Regions from separate parts of the Danio rerio genome. Here region 2 is linked to region 1. The links are chromatin contacts, called in public HiCAR-type maps. All regions are on one chromosome and are shown on one strand. Each heading gives the region's core, a stretch centred on a gene start, on an enhancer-like site or on the middle of the called end of the contact. The rest is flanking DNA. Distances are from core to core; before and after follow the strand shown.

The links. HiCAR-type assays count read pairs that join an accessible place to other places.
Region 2: a HiCAR-type map of caudal fin shows a contact between it and region 1, with 2.8 times the contacts expected there. The contact joins the promoter of mapre2 here to the promoter of ube2v2 in region 1. A contact is called at or near these places in 2 of 4 datasets of contacts at active chromatin or transcription factors (caudal fin and embryo).

What each region holds. Positions count from the first base shown.
Region 1 is chr24:39,246,039-39,252,970 of GRCz12tu, reverse strand. It overlaps ube2v2 (ubiquitin-conjugating enzyme E2 variant 2), which reads left to right and starts at 1,778. Exons shown (of 4, transcript NM_213515.1): 1 at 1,778-1,815; 2 at 5,738-5,886. The coding sequence starts at 1,800.
Region 2 is chr24:39,433,529-39,440,785 of GRCz12tu, reverse strand. It overlaps mapre2 (microtubule-associated protein, RP/EB family, member 2), which reads left to right and starts at 3,912. Exons shown (of 8, transcript NM_001109702.1): 1 at 3,912-4,138. The coding sequence starts at 4,014.

The DNA of each region.
Region 1 (6,932 bases), core at 529-3,028:
TGAACTCTTGAATTAATGACCAAATACAAATTACTGATGAGGTCTTGATTTTTTTTTTTCCTGTGGAAAAATATTTTTAAAGTAGCAGGGTTTGGTTGACTATAAGGATGCTGGCCATTTTAATAGGTACACTCTCAAACTGCTCAATGTAAATTTCTAATCAGAAAAACACATGGCAGCAACTATATGTGTTTAGGCATGTAGACATGGTCAAGATGATCTGCAGTTTAAACTGAGCAAGAAAGGGGACGAATGGTGATTTAAGTGACTTGGAACGTGGCATGGTTGTTGGAGTATTTCAGAAACTGCTGATCTACTGGGATTTTCTAGCACAACCATCTCTAGGGTTTACAGACAATAGCCTGAAAAATATACAGTGAGCGGCAGTTCTGTGGGTGCAAATGCCTTGATGTCAGAGGAGAATGGCCAGACTGGTTCCAATTGATAGTAAGGCAACAGTAACTCAAATAACCACTCTTTACAACAGAGGTATGCAGAAGAGCATCTCTGGATGCACAACACGTCCAACCTTGAGACGGGCTACAGCAGCAAAAGACCACACTGGGTGCCAATCCTGTCAGTTAAGAACAGGAAACAGGCTACAATTCACACAGTCTCACCAGAATTGGACAACAGAAGATATATATATATATATATATATATATATATATATATATATATATATATATATATATATATATATATATATATATTTTATTTTTTTTTTTTATTTTTTTTTTTTTTTGGCCTTTTTGTCTTTATTATATAGGACAGAAATGAGACAGGAAGTGAAGTGAGAGAGAGTGGTAGGGTTGGGAAATGTTCTCGAGCCGGTATTCGAACTCGGGACACCCTGACGTGCTACTGCACCATATGTCGGCACTAACCAATAGGCTGTTACGCCGACAGGACAACAGAAGATTTGAAAACGTTGCCTGGTCTGAAGAGTCTTGATTTCTGCTGCGCCATTGGGATGGTCGGGTCACAATTTGGCGTCAACAATATGAAAGCATGAATCCATCCTGGCTTGTATCAACGGTTCAGGCTGGTGGTGATGGTGTGGGAATATTTTTTTATCACAAGTTGGACACATTAGTACCAATTGAGCATTGTGTCAACGCCACAGCCTACCTGAGTATTGTTGCTGACCATGTCCATCCCCTTATGACCACAGTATGACCACCTTCTGATGGCAACTTCCAGCAGGATAATGTGCCATGTCATAAAGCGTGAATCCTTTCAGACTGGTTTCTTAAACATGACAGTGAGTTCACTGTACTCAAATGGCCTCCACAGACACCAGAGCTCAATCCAACAGAGCACCTTTGGGATGTGATGGAACAGGAGATGAGTGTGCAGCCGACAAATCTGCAGCAACTGCGTGATGCTACCATGTCAATATAGAGCAAAATCTCTGAGGAATATTTTTAGTACCTTGTTGCCAGAATGATTTAGGCAGTTCTGAAGACAAAAGGGGGTCCAACCCGGTATTAGTAAAGTGTACCTAATAAAGTTGCCTATTAGTGTATTTATTACCATACTATTTTATTTTCTCTTTAAGTTCCTTCACATGAAACAGTGAAACTTTTAAGACGTAGTGATGAAAATGCGCCAATATGAAATGCTGATAAAAGATGTCAGATTTAAGCTCTGCTGATATATAAAATATATATTTGGTAAAAATAAATCTTTGCAGTGGAGCCACACCCCTTTATGTCTTGCTACAGCACTGTGCGTCATTAGTCACATGACGCGCCGACGTCACGCTTTCGTACGCTTTTGGATTCGGGCAGGAGAAGATGGCGGCCTCCTCAGGTTTGTCTGACAATTTCTTCAATCCTCGCGCCCCTCCGCTGACTTATTTTCACAACAAAATAGCCGAGCTCGTTCCACACAAACGCACGGACATTTTCACTGAGATTAACCATGCGCGAACGCCTTTATTTACTTCATGTAACACATCTGTGTGCAGTTTAACTGTGTGTGTTAGCATCGAGCTAACGGCCCTCAAATAGACCCTTAGTTTAAAAATAACGACTCTTTTATTTCATGTTAGCATCTATTTAATAATGAAGTCACACAGCTCATTTAATTATGGAGTTATATAGCGTTAAATCCAAGTTTAAATGTTTTGTATTGCAGTTGGGCGGGTGTATCAGTGCAAAAGTGAGGCGAGGCGGAGCGTTGACGCGCGTGTTTCTGCTGGTTATCTCCAGAGTCATGACAAAACGGGCCTGCAACTCACATTTAAGTGCTAAAACGCCACTTAAACATGTTAATACAGCTTGTCAGATTCATTTAAAACTGTTAAGGATCAGACGTCTTTTTTAGAAGTGCGTCGTGATTGTGTAATACATTTTTTTATTGGTGCATAACCGCATAGAATTGAACGTGAAGCCGTTTCACAAACATCTGCATTAGTTACGTTTATTGAGGTAAAGTTGGGTTTATATTCGCAAATTCGGACTTCCTCCTTAATATTAAAAATGTACAAATGTGTTCTTTGTAAAAATCTAAACCGTGAGATCATTTTAGCAGCCAACGACTTTTAAAGAAACATTGTTCACAGTCAGTGAAATAGTGCTAATGTTGTTTTGAAGTCATATTTACATGTGATTCCAGGCCGAATATACCATGGTAAACAATATATGGAGCATGTCAAGTTGTCACTGTTCTAAAACGAACGAATGTGCGAATATAAAGTCAACTTTACCTCAGTATTATTTTAGAGTTTAGAGTTTGGAGAGTTGATTCATACTTTAGGGTTTTTAATCCTTATTTTAATTAATTTGCTTAATTGTTGTTATTAACTGAAGCTGTAAATAACAGTGTAGTGTGAGGATCATAGATCAGCTCACATTTACAGCTTGTATGTAAATAGCACATTTTAATGCATTTTAAATTTGACAACAATTTATTGCATTTTAACAGGCTTTCATGGTTGCACAATTTAGATATGTCAATATTTGGAGTGTGTGTTTTACTTGTAATATTAAAGTTTTGCATGTATTAAATATATGCATGTTTTGTCAGAAATGTGTTGAGCTTAGCCTTGTGCAGGCCAACTTGCGATTTTTGAGGAAGTGAGAAACGGTGATAGAGCGCCATGGGTGTCATTTCCTGAATCACTCACAAAAGAGTAATCGGTCTCTCCTTTACACTCTCACCTGAACTTGCAAATCTTGTCTCTCCACTTTTCCATCCCTGTAGTGTCTGAAAACGGTGAACTTCTACTCTGATTCATATTTGCAATAGCTCAGTTTTGGGATTTGTTTTCTGATTTGTTTCATGCAAGCTTGCATTATTAGCTTTATTCTGTTTTATATAGTTTGAAGGTAATAGGCAAATGCATCATACACTCAATGTTTTGTTCAAATTTCAATTATTTTTCTCCTTCAGTGCATCACATGTCCCTTAAGATGTTTTGCTTGTCCCCAAAGATGGAAACATGTTAGTTTCATTTTAAATGAGATCCGGAACTCTGTTAAAAGTACTTTACTAGCACTTTCAGTGAAATAATATGCTAGAAAATGATTTCGGTTGGAAAAAACCTTGAAAATATAACAAGTTAAATATAACTGATTTAAAATAAACTCAAGAAATAAAATCTGTAGCACAATTAAAAGCTAAATTTCTTATTTAATGTTTAATCATAGGAATTCACTGGTCAAATTAAACTGAATGAACCATGAGCATTAATGCATGCATTTAATAATAAATTAAGCTTTTAAGCGGCCCTAGCAATTAAGTGGCTCTGATTACTATGCATTTACATTAAAATTAATCATTTTGTAAAATGCACCTATTGTGCACATACAAGATTTTACATTGTACTTATAAAAAATCATGTAATTATACCTGTACGTACATTTTTAACTAGTCCATTGACCATTCCTTATTCATTAAATTACCCTTAAACCCACCCATACCACCAAACCTGTCCATAACTTTCCACCACTGTAGTTTTACATTGTGCTTATTTTTAAAATTATATTCATGTAATTATATCTGTAATTCATTTCTGTAATTACATTTTTAATTACTCTGTTGACCATTCCTTACACATGAAATTACCCTTAAACCTACCAAAATCAACAAACATGTCCATAACTTTTCACATAAGTAGTTTTACATTTTGCTTATTTTTTAAATTATATTCATGTAATTATATCTGTTATTACAGTTGCAATCCAAATTTATTAAACCCTCTGAATTATTAGCCCCCCCTGTTTATTTTACCCCTAATTTCTGTTTAACAGAGAGATTTTTCTCAACACATTTCTAAACATAATAGTTGTAATAACTTGTTTTTAATAACTGATTTATTTAAAAAATATATTTATATAATATTTTCTAGATATTTTTCAAGACACTTCTATACACAGCTTAAAGTGACATTTAAAGGCTTAACTAGGTTTATTAGGTTAACTAGGCAGGTTAGGGTAATTAGGCAAGTTATTGTATAACGGTGGTTTGTTTTGTAGACAATCAAAACAAATATAGCTTAAAGGGGCTAATAATTTTGACCTTAAAATGATTTTTAAAAAATTGAAATCAGCTTTTATTCTAGCCAAAATAAAACAAATAAAACTTTCTCCAGAAGAAAAAATTATTATCAGACATACTGTGAAAATGTCCTTGCTCTGTTAAACATTGTTTTGGAAATAATTAAAAAGAAAAAAATTCAAAAGGGGTTTAATTATTTTGATATTAAACTGTATATTTGTAATTAAGTTTTTAATTGCTCTGTTGACCATCCTTACACATTAAATTACCCTTAAACCTACCCATGCGACCTTAACTGTCCATAACCTTTTGACCACAGTAGTTTTATATTTTACTTATTATTTGTCACAAGTAACTAATAGTTAAGGCCACTTAATATAAAGTGTGATCTAATTTAATTGAATACATAAAAGATGATATTTTCTGTTATTTTATCAGCTTTTTTTTACCTTCTTATGTAATTTTCAGAGTATGAATATTCCAATGATTAACGCGAACCTATAAAAACAAAATATCGCAATATGTGGATGTTTCCCAGAGATGGGTTGCAGCTGGAAGGGCATCTGCTGTGTAAAAACATATACTGGATAAGTTGACAGTTCAATCCTCTGTGGCAACCCTGGATTAATAAAGAGACCAAGCCAAAAAGAAAATGAATGAATAAATTAATATTGCAATATGAATAAAGTTTAACAATATTACCCAATTAAATATTTGGGAAGAGTTTTTACATTGTTTTACATTGAGTGGAATGATTTTGTTGGAGAGTGCATCTGCATAAAATATCCAAAAGTATATAAAAAAATCTAATTAAGAAATTAAAGCACGATTAAATACTAATTAAACAATGCTTTATGGTTTTTGGTGGAATATTGCAATATTGAGGTAAATAAATTCAATTCTTAAATCTAAAATAACACCGTCTTCATTTGGCAACTTCATAATTCCTTGTTCTTGAATTTGTTTTAAATCTTTCGGTGATAGGGCTTAAAAACACATCTGAGTAAAAATCTTTCACACAAATTATTTATGATTGAAATTCACAATAACTCAACAAATCATGTGAACTGGACTGTGATTTTTAGTTAATTATAATCCTAACTCAACATCGCACATCTTATGATGCGACTATTGCGGATGCGCACATTGCTATATCAATGCTGAAACAATATATTGGGCAGCCCTACTTCAAATGTAAACCACAGATGTTTGTTTTTATCATTTCCTGCAGGAGTTAAAGTCCCTCGTAATTTTCGTTTGTTGGAAGAGCTTGAGGAAGGACAGAAGGGTGTTGGAGATGGGACGGTGAGCTGGGGTCTGGAGGATGACGAGGACATGACTCTCACACGGTGGACGGGCATGATCATCGGACCTGCACGAGTATGTTTGCTGTTGAAACTCGTTTATTTGACCTTATTCTTCACGTATGAGTGCGTGCAGCCATTGGAGTCTCTTAGGCTCGACTTCCGCTCTCACTTCCATTGATTTCTAGACGTTAAAAACTGCTTGTTTTGCTGTTTCATGTTGCAAACTGATATTTTCTTGTCATATTATTCTACTAATTATGTATAGTCATGAACACACTTGTTTATAGAGCAAGCAGTTTGACCGTTTTCTGCCGTTTATTATTCCTAGTCATTTCTTCCATTTGCGTTCTAAAACAATCGCAAAAACGAGCACTCTTCCGCATTGAAGGATAAGGTCATTATGGCAGTTCAGTGACAATATTAATCAGCCATCTGGAAACATTATTACATTTTCAGGCAATGTTATTATTTTTATTTATTTTTGTGTTGCATTTCAGTTTTTGTGCAGTTATGTAATGGCGTGAGTGACGAGTTTTGGTCACTAGTAAACAACCTGCCCTCATCATGCCATTCAGCCTGACACATGACAGCTGTAGATTAAAGATAAAGAATCAGGCTATGAAAAAAAACAATACTGCTGCGCAAACCTGCTTCAGTGATTCATGTAATTGTTTACATTCTTAGTTGGGCTGAAAATTATTTAGTCTAGTTTTGGGCTCAAAATTAGGTCTTTCGTTCTTTGTTGAGGTCATTTTTTATCCCAAATATAAGTTTTAAATCATTCTATCGTGACTTATAGAAATGATAGGACTTTATATTCATTAATGTTAATAGGTGTTGCGTTAAAACCTTAATGGAATTAAATGTTACATGTACAAAACAAACAAATAAATAAATACACATACACATAGTAGTCAACATTTAAAGTATGGGGAAATTATTTTCTAAATTGTCCCCAAGAATGTGTGGTGTTCAATAGTTTTAGGACAACTTTGATAAAGATTTTGATCCACTTCAAATATTGACTACTGCATACATATAATGTTTTTTTTCCAAGGTTTTTTTAAACCAGTACAATTTTCTAAAATATGTCAGTAAAGCCTTAATTTTTATAAAATG
Region 2 (7,257 bases), core at 2,663-5,162, 190 kb before region 1:
TAGCTATAATATAAAACATCAACCTTTTTTTTTACCACAATAAGATCTTTTCTAGAGCTTAAACAGGCTGTAAATTGAACCATTAGTTGTGTTTTATTGAAGCAGGAGGAAAGCATAAATAACCTCACTAATGTCATGACCTGGTGGACCGATTTCAGATCATTTATCTCTTTGTTTTGACTCTAAAAAAACAGGTTTGATTGGTTGGAGTGAGACTGGGTTGTAAAGATGTCACACTAAATACATTCACAAGAGCCTTGTTTAAACATGGTGTATTGTGTGTGTATATAATGAATTAAATCACGGCCTTCTTTGCAGTGCAGTGAAGAAAAATGAGCCCCTGGCTGGCACGTCACATAAATACCCACATATCTAGAATTTATAAAGCATTACATATTCATGTTTGGCTTGAGATTTATAGTTTGGAGTTAGTGATATTTTTTCTTCTTAAAAAAATCTTCTTTTGCTGACCAGACCTGTTTTTATGTTTATCAGAAATGCAAAAAAATGTGTAATATTCTTAAATATACACTCACCGGCCACTTTATTAAGTACACCTTACTAGTATTGGGTTGGACTCTCTTTTGCCTTTAGACCTGCTTTAATCCTTCAAGGCATAGATTCAACAAGGTACTGGAAATATTCCTCAGAGATTTGCTCCATGTTGACATGATAGCATAATGCAGTTACAGCCAAATTGTCGGCTGCACATCCATGATGCGAATCTCCCGTTCCACCACATCCCAAAGGGGCTCTATTGGATTGAATTCAGGTGACTGTGGAGGCCATTTGAGTACAGTGAACTCATTGTCATGTTCAAGAAATCAGTCTGAGATGATTCATTACACCACCACCACCAGCTTTAACCATTGATACAAGGCAGGATAGATCCATGCTTTCACGTTGTTGACGCCAAATTCTGACCCTACTATCTGAATGTCGCAGCAGAAATCAAGACTCATCAGACCAGGCAACGTTTCTCCAATCTTCTTTAGTTCAATATTGGTGAGCCTGTGGGAATTGTAGCCTCAGTTTCCTGTTCTTAGCTGACAGGATTGGCACCCGGTGTGGTCTTCTGCTGCTGTAGCCCATCTGCCTCAAGGTTGGATGTGTTGTGTGTTCAGAGATGCTCTTCTGCAGACCTCAATTTTAACGAGTGGTTATTTGAGTTACTGTTGCCTTTCTATCAGTTGGAACATGTCTGGCCATTCTCCTCTGACCTCTGGCATCAACACGGCATTTGTGCCCACAGAACTGCCGCTCACTGGATATTTTCCCTTTTTCAGACCATTCTCTGTAAACTCTGGAGATGGTTGTGCGTGAAAATCACAGTAGATTAGCAGTTTCTGAAATACTTAGAGTCTTAGACCAGCCCATCTGGCAGCACAACCATGCCACTTTCAAAGTCACTTAAATCACCTTTCCTCTTCATTTAGATGCTCGGTTTAAACTGCAGCATATCTTCTTGATGTCTACATAGCTAAATGCACTGAGTTGCTGCCATGTAATTGGCAGATTATAAATTTGCATTAACAAACAGTTGGACGGGTGTACCTAATAAAGTGGCCTGTGAGTGTATTTATATCATTTAAAATACTATTTTCTATTTTAATATTTGTACAATTTTTATTCATTCCTGTTATGCAAAGGGGAATTTTATTGTATCATTATTACCCCAGTCTTTGTTGCATCATTTTCAAGAATCATTATAATATGCTGAAGATTTGTTTTTATGAATGTTTAATTCTAATCAATTGTATTTGGTCTTCCTATAAGGACGATAATAACTTTTAAACATGACGCTGAATTCATTTCATACATTAGTTGCGAGCAAAAAGTAGATTCATCAAAATGTAGCGGTAAGATAAGCAGTTTAATGGAATGTCTGCGTCAACACTTTACATATTTCTGAACTTTTAGCTCACTTTTTTTCCCTTCTACATGAGATAATAGCTAGTATGTATGGAATCTTGTGTCTAAACAAGGTAATTATGACTTTTTGTTTCACAGTTTTGACTTTTGAGTTCTAAAACAACTTTAACTTTACTTCAGAATTCAGAGATAATTTAACATACACCCTTACACCCCGCACCCTTAATTGTGAGTTTAAAGTGTTTATTTAGCTAGCGTACATTGTTTTTTTTTAGGTGAACTACTATTTTGTGCTAAGTTAATCCACCAAAATATGGTTTTGTTATTCTTCAATGTCTGAGCATCTGCTTTTGTGTTTGGTGTGGCGGTGCTTCTCTTTTGGCATCAGTTTGACGCTTCAGCCACAATATTCTTAACCTTGCCCTTCTTACCAGTAGTTTGCAATAATGGAATGATGTGCAAAAAGAAAGCTCCGCCCCCTTCCTCAATATTCCGTTTCAGTTGAACGTACTTTAACTGTTAACATACTGAAATAAAAGTCTCTCAGCAACTTCCGGTTTATGGTGACTTGAAATATAACGTTAGAATTGTGACTCTCAAGAAACGTACACATATTCAAGAAAACGTTTAGTTATTTATGCTACATCGCAATTGCCCTTCTAAATAATTATGACTCTCTTTTTCACTTAAATGTCCAGAATTGTGTTAAAAATTCAGCATTAAAAGAAAAGTCCGAACTGTGAGAAGTCACAATGACCTTATTATGTATGTAATCTAACAGGCCACTTGTAAACGCAAGTTTCTAATCAGCCAATCACATGGCAGCAACTGTGTGATGAAAAAGAGAAAATATCTAGTAAGTGGCAGTTCTGTGGGCACAAATGCTTTGTTGATGCCAGAGGTCAGAGAAGAATGGCCAGACTGGTTCCAGCTGATAGAAAGGCAACAGTAACTTACAGTAAACCACTTGTTACAACCGAGGTCTGCAGAAGAGCATCGTGCACAACACGTCCAACCTTGAGGCAGATGGGCTACAGCAGCAGAAGACCACACCGGGTGCCACTCCTGTCAGCTTAGGTCAGAAAACTGAGGTTACAATTCATAAAGGCAATATTTGACAATAGAAGATTTAACGACAATAGATTTAAGATTTAAGACAATATAAAAAAAAACATTTCTTTTGTTAAACACGAAAAAACTTCCATAGTAAGAAACTAAAACTAGGGAAGTTGATAGGTGCCAACAACCAACATACTTCAAAATATCATTTTTTGTGTTGAACAGAAGAAACTCGTAAAGGTTTAGAAGGACATGAGGGAGAATAAATGATGAGGTAATTTTCATTCTTGGGTAAACTATCCCTTTAAGAGGAAACACTTGAGGCCTTTGAGGTGTACTACGTTCATAAATATACATTTATCATATCTCAAAAACATAACAATTTAGGCCAAACTCAATGCTAATGTAACCTTTCAGACTGACTGAGAAACGTCCAGTATGCCATGAATCAAATGCTAAGCCATAAAATAAAAAAAATATATATCATATCATAATGTATAAAATAACTTAACAAAATAATCAACACACAGTGCAAACATCAAAAAGTAACTTTGTAAGGGCTTAAACAAAATCATGGTCATTAAACAAATCCTACATTATTTTCAAAGCCTTTATATAGGAGGCAAAATTGACAGAGTCAAATTGAGGAGCTGTTTTTTTTTTTTTTCATTTATAAATGAAACATTTTAGTAAAATAAGTAAAGAATTTTCAGTCAGGTAATCATTTTTGTTGTTCAGATGTACTCCAAATTGTCTCGACAAATATATACAACGAAATCCATTGTTTAATCCAGTTGCCCATGTCAAACCAATAAGGTTAAACCAAATTACAACGAAGAATCATATAAAACTTCAAATGATGTACTTAGGAGGCTGAAATGTGAAGCACCCCTCCCAAAGTCACATGACTGCAGTTCCACGACTCACCTGAGAGATCGCTGTCGAGTGGAAGACACATTCATACACACACAAACACACACACATACATTTACTCGGGATTTACACTGAGAACAAGCAGGCAGACGGCAGGGAACAGCCCCGACGTCCCTTTCCTCGTCCTTTCGAGTATTTCACAGAGCCAAATGCCCGGTCCGACCCAAGCTCTGTCCCCCAATGGAGAGAACAACAACGACATCATTCCGGACAACAACGGCACCAACATCATTCCCTACAGAAAGAACACAGTGCGGGGAGAGCGCGCCTACAGGTACACCGCTGCTATTACCATCCGCCGGCCGCTTACAAAGAAAACCAGCGCTTTATCCGAGCTTCAATCAATGCATTTAGCCTAAAACATCACAATCGGGCCGTTTTAATCCATGCATTCCCAAAGCCACTCACATTATGCCTGCGTTCTATCCAACAGAGGGGCTTTTCCTGTGGCAGCTATGGCGTTTCCCCCGATGGTGCACCCCTTAAAAATCATATTAAACGCTTTTTGGCGTATGCTTTCATTCTTTGGGCGTTTTCTCCAAATGTTTGTCGAATAATTTAGGATGGATACGTGCTGGGATGTCCGCTGACAGGCTGCTTTCCCAGGTTTTGACAGTGCATGGCCTGTATGTATGTTCACTAAGCAGTCAGCCATTGCGTACTCTAATTCATTCCATCTCATCCCCAAATATGTGTGAAGATTAACTGCGTGTCGTGCGTAATAGCGGCTGATACCCTCTGGATGTGTGAAAAATGTGATTGCATGCGTTTTGGGGGTCTTGAAACATGTTTTGGGTTGATGGCTTTTGTTGACACTGATTTTGTTGGCTGCTGCTTTCCCTCCCCCTTCATTCCAGCATCTCACTAAACTGTTTATCTTTCCTGCTAAATTTAGATGAATCTGCTATTTAAGCACAACGCTAATGTCTGCTGTGTTTAAGCTTATTAAAGTCATGAGAAATTATTAGGGAGGAAGATTTGTCATCCTGAAGGGATTTTAAGGGAGCCTTATATAAGAGATGTGGCTTTTCCTTTGAGGAACTCAGCTCATTATTGAAGTGAGGAGAGGATGTTCTGGGAATTCATAAGGAATGGGGTTGATCTTTTAATTGGCAGTGATTTAAAACGGACTTAATTTGGTTGATTTCATTAGGTTATTTTCTTATACATGTTGTGCAGTGCTGTTTATAATCCAATATTGAACCGATAGAAATGTATTGCATAAGAATATATACAAAACAATCTTACAAGTGGTGGCACACAAGATTTGGTGGATTATTAACCCTAATTTTCTTGCCACAAAGTTTCCGCTCATTAAAGTTGTGCGTAAAAAAGTGAATTGTAAGTAATATGATGTGAAAGACTGATGCGTTTACATTGTATTTGTCCATGTGTGTGTGAAAACGTAATATTCTGTAGGGAATTTAGGGATTGTATAAGGCCATTTGGTGATTTGTATCACACAACAAAAGTGGTGGCACAAAGGATTTGTTGTATTATTAACTCCAATTGTCTTGCCACAAAGTTTCCACCCAATAAAATTGTGCTTGGAAAGAATACAGAAAAATGTAATTGAAGTAACCGTACCATTATCTGCCCCAAAAATTGTAGTTCAAGTAGAGTAAAAGTATATGTTGTAAAAAGTAGGCCTTTTAAATGGGAGTTGTGAGTATTACGATGTGATGCGTTTTACATTGCATTTGTGCGTGTGTGTGTGTGTGTGAAAACGTAATATTCTGTAGGGAATTTAGTGATTAAGGTTATTTGGTAATTTTATTTTGCACAACAAAAGTGGTGGCACTTAAGATTTTTTGTATTATTGACATAATTTTCTTACCACAAAGTTTCCACTCACTAAAATTAGTGTTTTGAGCAGTGGCGAAAAGAGTACTGAACAATTTTACACAAGTAAAAGTATCATTACTTGCCCTAAAATGTAGTGTAAGTAGAGTAAAAGTATATGTTGTTAATATTACTCAAAGAATTAGTAAAAAGTAGGCCTTTTAAATCAGAGTAGTGAGTATTACGATGTGATGCGTTTACATTGCATTTGTGCATGTGTGTGTGAAAACGTAATATTCTGTAGGGAATTTAGTGATTGAGGCCAGGTGATTTTTTTAGCACAACAAAAGTGGTAGCACTAAAGATTTGTTGCATTATTAACCCAAATTTTCTTACCACAAAGTTTCCACTCATTAAAATTAGTGTTTTGTGCTGTGGTGAAAAGAGTACAGAACAATCATACACAAGTAAAAGTACCATTACTTATTGCCCTAAAATGTAGTGTAAGTAGAGTACAAGTATCTGTTGTAAATATTACTCAAAGTATACGTAAAAAGTAGGCCTTTTAAAAGTGTGTATTGATTATTACAATGTGAAAGATTGATGCGTTTACATTGTATTTGTGCATGTGTGTGTGTGTGTAAACGTAATATTCTGTAGGGAATTTAGTGATTGTTTAAGGCTATTTGGTGATTTTAGTCCTCATAGGCTTGGGCGGTAATATGATATACCGTTGGATCTAAAAAATAGCAACGGTATCAGTTTCAATACCATTATACCATCATACAAAACAATGCACTTATATTGACCTTATTCTCCGCCGACAAGTGGGCGCTGCCATTTGAATCTTTTTGGCTCGAGACTTCCGGTCTCATTCACTTCCATTCATTTTTAGACATTAAAAACTGCTCATTACGCTGCTTGATGTTGCAATTTGATATTTTCTTTATCATATTATTCTACTTGGTCTATATAGTCATGCAAACATTTGTTTGTAGAGCAAGTAGTTTGACCGTTTTCTGCCGGTTATTATTCTTAGTAATTTCTCCCATAGGCGACTGAATCAGAAGTTCTAAGACAATCGCGAAAACAGGCGCACTTCCGCATTTTAGAATAAGGTCAATAGGAGACAAGGATTAAATATAATTTATTTAATGGGGACGAGGCAATTTGCAAATTGTGCTACAAAAAGATGACCGCGAGAGATGGATATACCTCAAACCTATGGTGGTGTTTACGGTAGGCACAAGCCTAACGTTTGGTGATGCTGTCTGAGCCTTACGCCATCATTTTTTTCACGCACAAAACTATACTAAGGTAAAATAGGGAGGAGGTTTGACAGTATCTGGGTGGTATTTGGATACCGCCCAAACCTACCATATACAGTTGATAACTTCATCATCTAAACAGTCTCTCGGTCATTACATGTTTGCGCAATTTGATTATTTGGGAATCATAGGACTTATTATTCTACGTAGCCAATCAAATATAAAAAAGAATAAAAAATAAAGTAGTGACTGCTGATTGAAGGAAAATAGGAGTAAAAGTACTGATACAGTTCTTAAAATGTACTCCAGTGAAAGGAAAAGTACACAACTAACAAATTGAAGT